Linked DNA regions of Gossypium hirsutum: region 2 is linked to region 1. A link is a contact called in public Hi-C data. All regions are on one chromosome and are shown on one strand. Each heading gives the region's core, a stretch centred on a gene start, on an enhancer-like site or on the middle of the called end of the contact. The rest is flanking DNA. Distances are from core to core; before and after follow the strand shown.

Evidence for each region. Hi-C and Micro-C count contacts between places; a contact is called where the count stands out from the background.
Region 2: a Hi-C map of leaf shows a contact between it and region 1, with 5 times the contacts expected there. The contact joins the enhancer-like site here to the promoter of LOC107957495 in region 1. A contact is called at or near these places in 7 of 34 Hi-C or Micro-C datasets (callus and leaf).

The regions. Positions count from the first base shown.
Region 1 is chrA05:31,872,241-31,875,951 of Gossypium_hirsutum_v2.1, forward strand. LOC107957495 (threonylcarbamoyladenosine tRNA methylthiotransferase) reads right to left here and starts at 1,961. Exons shown (of 11, transcript XM_016893012.2): 1 at 1,682-1,961; 2 at 1,551-1,589; 3 at 635-726. The coding sequence starts at 1,840. LOC107961217 (protein PHOTOSYSTEM I ASSEMBLY 2, chloroplastic) reads left to right here and starts at 2,936. Exons shown (of 4, transcript XM_016897415.2): 1 at 2,936-3,253; 2 at 3,374-3,433; 3 at 3,525-3,571; 4 at 3,661-3,711. The coding sequence starts at 3,125.
Region 2 is chrA05:31,990,139-31,993,675 of Gossypium_hirsutum_v2.1, forward strand. No RefSeq gene overlaps it. Among protein-coding and RNA genes, the nearest start is that of LOC107957491, 8.0 kb to the right of the region's middle. Within about 2 kb of position 2,158, at least 3 of the 9 cell types and tissues checked have an H3K27ac peak or open chromatin away from gene starts, as enhancers often do. A contact at or near this core is called in leaf, where this site is marked.

The sequences.
Region 1 (3,711 bases), core at 711-3,210:
ATGTCTCTCATTCTGTGATGCCTGCTGTTTATTTAGTGTCAGACTAATTCACGCATCTTATAATCATCACACTAATCAGAAGTTAATACACAACAAGATTTCATGTTTAACTCTTCAAGAAATGCAGCTTCTGCTATAATCTTGATATTCCAATAATTTATGATAATTAAAAAACCAATGTAGAAAGTTGAGCCAATAATGAAGTTGAACTTCATGGGCAGACATAAAAAGCAACAGTGGATTTATTATCCACAACCAATGGCAACCAGAATTCATCAATCTTTCCCTCCACCATGAATGACCCAAGCAAGCTGAAAAACTTTTCAAAAATTAAGATCTATGACAACCTCAGCAAATTTGGGATTATATGACCTTATTTAAAGCTACTGTTATTTGGGTATATTGATTTTTCACATAGTAAAGTAATACATCCATTCAAATCCTTATGAAACATATAATAGAGGAATATTACTGAGGTTGTGAGAACCCGATGTTTTGATGATTTCATAATTGTTAAAACCATGGTATAAATGTACTTATCTCCGGTACAAAAAGAACATTAAAGAGAACAAGGTAATGACAATCAAGAAAAGGATAATAACAAATTAAATTAATTCAATGGTGCAAGCCTTACGTATTTATTAGCCAAAGGTCTCCCTCCTCAGGATTGTCAGATATTGCATAGCCAAATGCTGAAAGCTGACCCGCCATATATTCACTGTCACTCTGACAAGATGTCAAAGTATCAGATAAACTAAAAGCAAAAATCAAATTGAATTCTAGACTTGGAAAGATGTATGAACATGAGTGAGATGGGCTGCACCTTTATTCTTTTTCACAACAACACGTTAAAACTCAATTACAAGATCAGGTTTGACATGTAATCAATACAACTAGTATCTTTAATATTAAAAGATTTTAAATTAGTATAGATAACACGATATATTACAAAAGCAATTTTTGGTTAGATATAAGGTTTTCTCATATTCAATGACTTTCAAGTGTTAACCTATGTTACCAGGACTAGGGAATGAGTGTCACACACGGGTATGCTTAGTTTTTCTTTAAGTTTTATCACATAATTGGAAGATCAACCTGATATTCGAATATAGGTTGACAAGTGTTGGACTCTAGAACAAGTATTGGATACAAGTATGTATATAGGTATGCTCTTTTATTTTTCTAAGTTTCTTCATATAATTGGAGGATCAACCTCCATACCACATTATTATAGAAAATAAAGTAATAAACTCAAATTCACAAGACATAAGAGCTCAAGGCAGGGTGCCTGCTATTTCAACTATTTAACATCCATGAATTTCAATCATATCTTATGGATAAGCATGTAAGACACAAACTCTTGGTGAATCTAAGTATTTGAGGGAACAAAAAGAAAGAGCTAAAAAGAAGTTAGCATTCAGATATTTACAACAAGACAAAAACGCAGTTCATTGAGTAAACCACAGTTTTTGGGTCTTCTTTTAAGCTCAAAACCACCCATTAAGCTATTTCCTAAAACATTACAAATTAAAAAAAAAAGGAAAACTTGCCTGGTTATGTGAGCATCCAAAAGTCTTGACATAAATAGTCTGCAACAAAGAAATTGAAAAAGAAAAAGAATGAATAACTATTTACAAATTGATAAATGATAAATATAATTATATTAGGAAGTAAGAAGGACCTGAGTGCCAGGGATTTTGGGAGGATCATTCATTTGAGAAACCTTGCTGGGTTTGGCTTTGTTCTTTTTCCTGGGATTAACTCCAACCGCATTCAAAGGTAACCTAAACCCAGGAGGAGCTCCGCCGCTGCCGACCAACAAATCTTCTATGTCTTCCATTTCCTTGGATCGTCCCTTTCGACTTCAGAGGCCGCTGCACTGCAAAGTGCAGGATAGAAAAAAAGCAAACCAGACCCTGTTCTGCCAAAAAGTGAGCTTTGGGTTCACTAATCGGGCTTTTGCTTCACTTTAATTCATTCCAAAACTATAATAAAGACAGAACTTGCTGGGCTTTTGTTTTCTGATGTGAACTAGAAGCTCAAAACAGCCCAAGTTTTCTGGTCCCTAATAAAGCATACCAGTAAAAAGAAACACTCCCGATTTTTAAATTGAGCAAATTCGTCCCTACAAAAAAAACTGGAGTAATTTAATACCTTTCAATTTTGAAAGTGAGAAATTGAGGAAAATTAATCACAGTATTAATGGCTTTCATAAATTTTGTATATTTTTTATTGGTATACTAACAAATTTAGCCTTCAATCTTTACATATTTTGTTAATTTGATTTTGATTCTAAAAAAATCAACAAATTTAGCCTCAACATTTACACATTTATAGAAATATTGTGGGCTAAATTTATTAAATCTTGACCAAATTGATAGAATGTGTAAATTATGAGAGCCAAATTTGTTATTATATTAGTCAAATTTATGTAAATTTGATGAAAAATATTAACAATGTGATTAATTATTCTTAATTGCTCAATTTTGAAATCGATAATGATTAAACTGCTCTGTTTTTTTAAAAAAAACAAATTTACTCAATATTAAAATTTAGAGAGACTGAAGAAGTGTGTTAACCCATATATACGATGAAGGTTTTGAAAAAATAAAGGGTTAATGCAAATTTTGACTGCAATTAGATTTATTTTGGTTTTTTAGTCTATTTTAGTACATGAATTTATTAATTAGGTTTTATTTTGGTCATTCAAATTAGAAAAGTGTAAAAGTCTATTTTAATTTATTTATCATTAGGTTTGTTATTTTTAAGTAATGTCATGATATAATCTCAAAATATTATATTATCAAACTTATACATATTTTTCCAATTTAATGGTTAAATTTAAATACTAAAATAGAAAAAAAAAGATACAAATACTAAAATGGAGGAAAAAATTATATTAACCAAAAAGATATAAGGTCTAGGGTGCAATGGATTTGAGTGATAGAGAGCGGGAGATATAATGTAGGGTAGGCAAGCCAAGTGGCCTTCGTATATAATAAGTGATGGCATCCTTTATCCAGTTCTCTTCAGCCTCAATTAAAAATAAATATTTTGTGGTGCTACTTTCTTTATTTGTTTACGAGTTAATAGGTTCAGCACTTCATTCCACTCTCATCTCACAATGGCAAATCTCTCAGCTTTACCTCATCTTCCTCAATACACTCCTGGGATGCTAATTAATGGAAATAAGCAGCTAATTAAATCCAGAGCTTTCCCTGTCTTTGCTGCAAAATCTGGTCCCTTAAACTCGGTAATTAAACTCTCTTTCTCCTCTTCTAATTGATAAGCTTATTTACTGAATATAAGATAATGTAATATATGATTTATTAGTATACATTAAAATCATTCACACTATATATACATATTTCAGATCTTGAAAAGATGCCAGAAATGTGGAGGCAAAGGAGCTATAGAGTGTCCTGGATGTAAGGTGTTGTACTTTCTTAAGACTCGAGAAAAAATGTCACAAGAAAATCAAGTATTCTTTTAGCTAATACATATCAATTTTATTGGGTTTACAGGGAACAGGAAAAAACAAAAAGAATGGCAACATCTTCGAGAGATGGAAGTGAGTTATATATATATATATATATGGTTTAAGAATAAATGTATATAGAGATAAATTTGATTCTTATAAAAGAAAATCAATTGTTTCAGATGCTTTGATTGCCAAGGATTTGGGCTGAAAAGTTGTCCTAATTGTGGGCA
Region 2 (3,537 bases), core at 908-3,407, 120 kb after region 1:
ATAAAAATTTGAAAAATTAAGGAGATTGAGAATACCGTTAGACACAAGTCTCTTAATTCTCCTTTTGGATATATGACCTAATCTCTTGTACCACAACGAAGTCAAATTCTCATTGGTTAATTTATGTTTTACCTATTATGGTGGTATGCAAGGGTCATTAAATAAAGCAATAGTACCAAGTAAATATAGATTATTATAACCTAATAAAGAACCAAAACCAATCAAATTTGAATTATGAAATAGATTTAATTTTCCATTTTCAAATGAACAAGAATAACCGAATTTGTCCAATGCTTAAATGGAAATCAAGTTCCACCTAAACGACAATTCAATAAAAGTCTCATTAAAATCCAAATAAAATTCAATCCTTAGCTTTCAATAGTTTTGGCAACTTTGCATAGACACTAATGTGAGTTGTTGTAGCAGAATCTATCTACTAAGTGTTTCTAGATACCAAAGTTAATTAACCTTAGAACAAACAAAATTAAGTGGTGCACCTTTTGCACCACAAGAGAAATGACATCCTTAGTTAAATCCTTTTTTTGTTTCTTTTGCAGTGTCATATTCGCAACTTCCCCTTTTTTTTATACCATATTAAAGTTAGGTTTGTTAAGAACGTACTAATTTTAGCCTTTTCATTTTTGACAAATCGCTTTTCAATGTCAAGAATGAATTCTTTAGTCATTTTAATTTTATCAGACATAATGCCCCTTAATGTTTCAATCTATGTAAGGATGTTAGATAAATATAACCAGTGTTGTTTGAACCAGACCGATTGGACCAAAAATCAACCGGGATATTGGTTTGGAGTGTGGCTTTGAACCGGTTAGAATGGGAACCGATATGAACCGACTAAAAATCAGTTGAACCAAGATTTTTTTAAATTTGAAATTTTTAATAATTTTTTAATCAGACCAATTGGACCAGTTGGTCTGGTCGGTTCAACCACCAATCCAATTTTAAAAACATTGGTTATAATAGTAGTTAAATCAGTCGAAACAAACTCATATAAGACTTCAAATTTAAACCAAAATAATTTAAATAAAGGTAAATCTCATATCAAGATATCAGTCACTCTAATAATATTTCATCTTTGGACAAAATATTAATTTGTAAGTGATATCCGATTGTAGTAATCAAACATTAACAACAAGAATATGTTGAACAATAAATTTTCCTTTAGGTCGATTTATTACTCACATACAAAAATCGAATAATGGTCACATTACCACAATTGCATATGAAATTTGATTAAATATTAACTTTTCTTTAAGTGAATCAATATTAACAAAATTTAAATTATATGCACACAATTTTTTATATTTTAAAATAAAATAAGTTACACAATAGGGGTCACAATTTCCATTTGATTTCTGCACTGATGTGCAAGTTGACCTGGTTCGTCACAGTTTCCTTTTTGCTCAAAGTTAGGTAGCACTGACATTGTAATAGCATTAGCATCATGTGAAGCGACAACAATTGTGGAAACATTGGTATCGATAACAACAGCATTAGAAACTTCGGTATGTTCCCAAGAAAAAAGGAGTCACGACACTAAGTATCAAGTCTTTTCTAGATATAATCATTCCAAGCGAACATTCATTATTAGAAAATTGAATTTTTTTTAAGGAAAAGTAAAAACAAAAACTAAGCCTTAAGGAAACGAATCCCCTTCAACAACTTCTATTATAAGAAGAGGAACATGAACAACAACACCCAAAAAAATGCTTAGCAGAAAGAGAAAAAGAGGAAAAGTGAAAAGCTCACTGGGTAAAATTTTAAATCAAGGACTTGAGTTTCTTATATAAACTTGAAAATCCCTTACTCTTTGATGTGGGATAATGTGAAATTTCTTTTGAAATATCTCACATTTCCAAAAAATATGACCTCTAACGAAACCATAATTTTCATAGAGAAGAATTTAGATATTTTTGTGGGGATAGTGATGAATATGGGAACAAAATGAACACAAAAAGATAAATGTGTTCGTAATTTATAACTTCTAAATTAACTTTATAGTTTAGTTGCAGTTGAGAATGATAGACAGGTTTGAAATGCAATCCTTAGATGTATCTAGGATCTACTCAGCAGAGACGACAGAGAGATGATTATATCCCATAGGGAAGGTAATTATGTAGCTGACAGCAAGGCTACCACTTGATCTTCATGTGTTGACTAACTCCCCCCCAAATTGGGAGATGATTATAACGGCATACAATACTCTAGGTTGGTTGGTATCTTCTAAACCTAATTAATTTTGAATTAAAATATTAATTAATTAGATATAAATAGATTTATTTTTTTACTTTAAATAAAAACAAATTGAAATAATTAAAATATAATAATAAAATAAATAAATTTTTTTTAACAAAATAACATGGTAGTTTCAACCACCACATATGTGTTTCAATATGAGTTTTGGGATGGAAAAGTTGAATTGAGTTAAAGAAAAGGGCTTCTGTTTTGTACGAGAGGAACCGAAGAAAATGAATAGCGAAAGCAACAGGGTTGGTGTTGTTTTTGTATTTGTTTGCTTTGGGCTCATAATTTTCAAACCCATTTATTTATTTAAAAAAGTGTTCTACACTTTCCGTGTTTGATTTAACATCATATTAATCCAATCCCCACAAAACCAATACCTTCTTTTCTTCTGAATTTAACAATTTCATACCTTCCCTTTTTTCTAACCAATCAGTTCCATCAATACAATATACAATCGTTGTTGAACGAATAACAATTGAATTAAAAAATCAAACAACAATAAATATTTTTTATTTACTTTAATACTTTAATATGATAATTAAGTTATTTTGGCTCTTTAAATTTGTTTATAATGAAGAAGTTTAGAAGAATTCAACCTTGAGCCAAATTTTCACATATGATAATAAAATTTCTTTTAATTAGTTAAAATAACTCTTGTTAATTAAATGATTATGAAATTCATACATGGATATCTCAAAACATAGACATCAGCCTTGAGAATGATTCAAACATTGCAAAAACATGAATAATTTGTGATAAAATATTTTACCCCCCAAATAAACTTTTACCATCTAAACTACCTATAAATTACAGGTGCAGGAGGCCTGAAGGCAATGCCACCAGCTTAGATTGAATAGATAGTCGCTAAACACAAACAATGGATTGATCTGATTTAGTTTTTTTTTTTTTTTAAGGAGGTTTAACCAAACCCCTTTAAATCCTAGTTTCACTATAAACATAATCTTACTAGCATGTGTGAGGCCTTCAACAAGAACACCGAGCCTTGGTGAAAGACCATTGTTTTGAGGGACCAACAAGCAGTACCACCATATCCCTTTGCTGAAGCATTAGTGCTCCTACTCCACACCAACACAAAACGGATATCCAAACCTTATATGTTATTAGCACATTAATATTGTCTTCAATCAAGGATGGCACCCTCTTGCTAATGAAGTCTAATGATGGCGTGAAATGCAGCCCAACACCTCAGTTCCCTTAGTTGTCCTTAACTTCTTCTCCTATAGGCCCCTACTTTATTTATGGTTAAATTCTGTT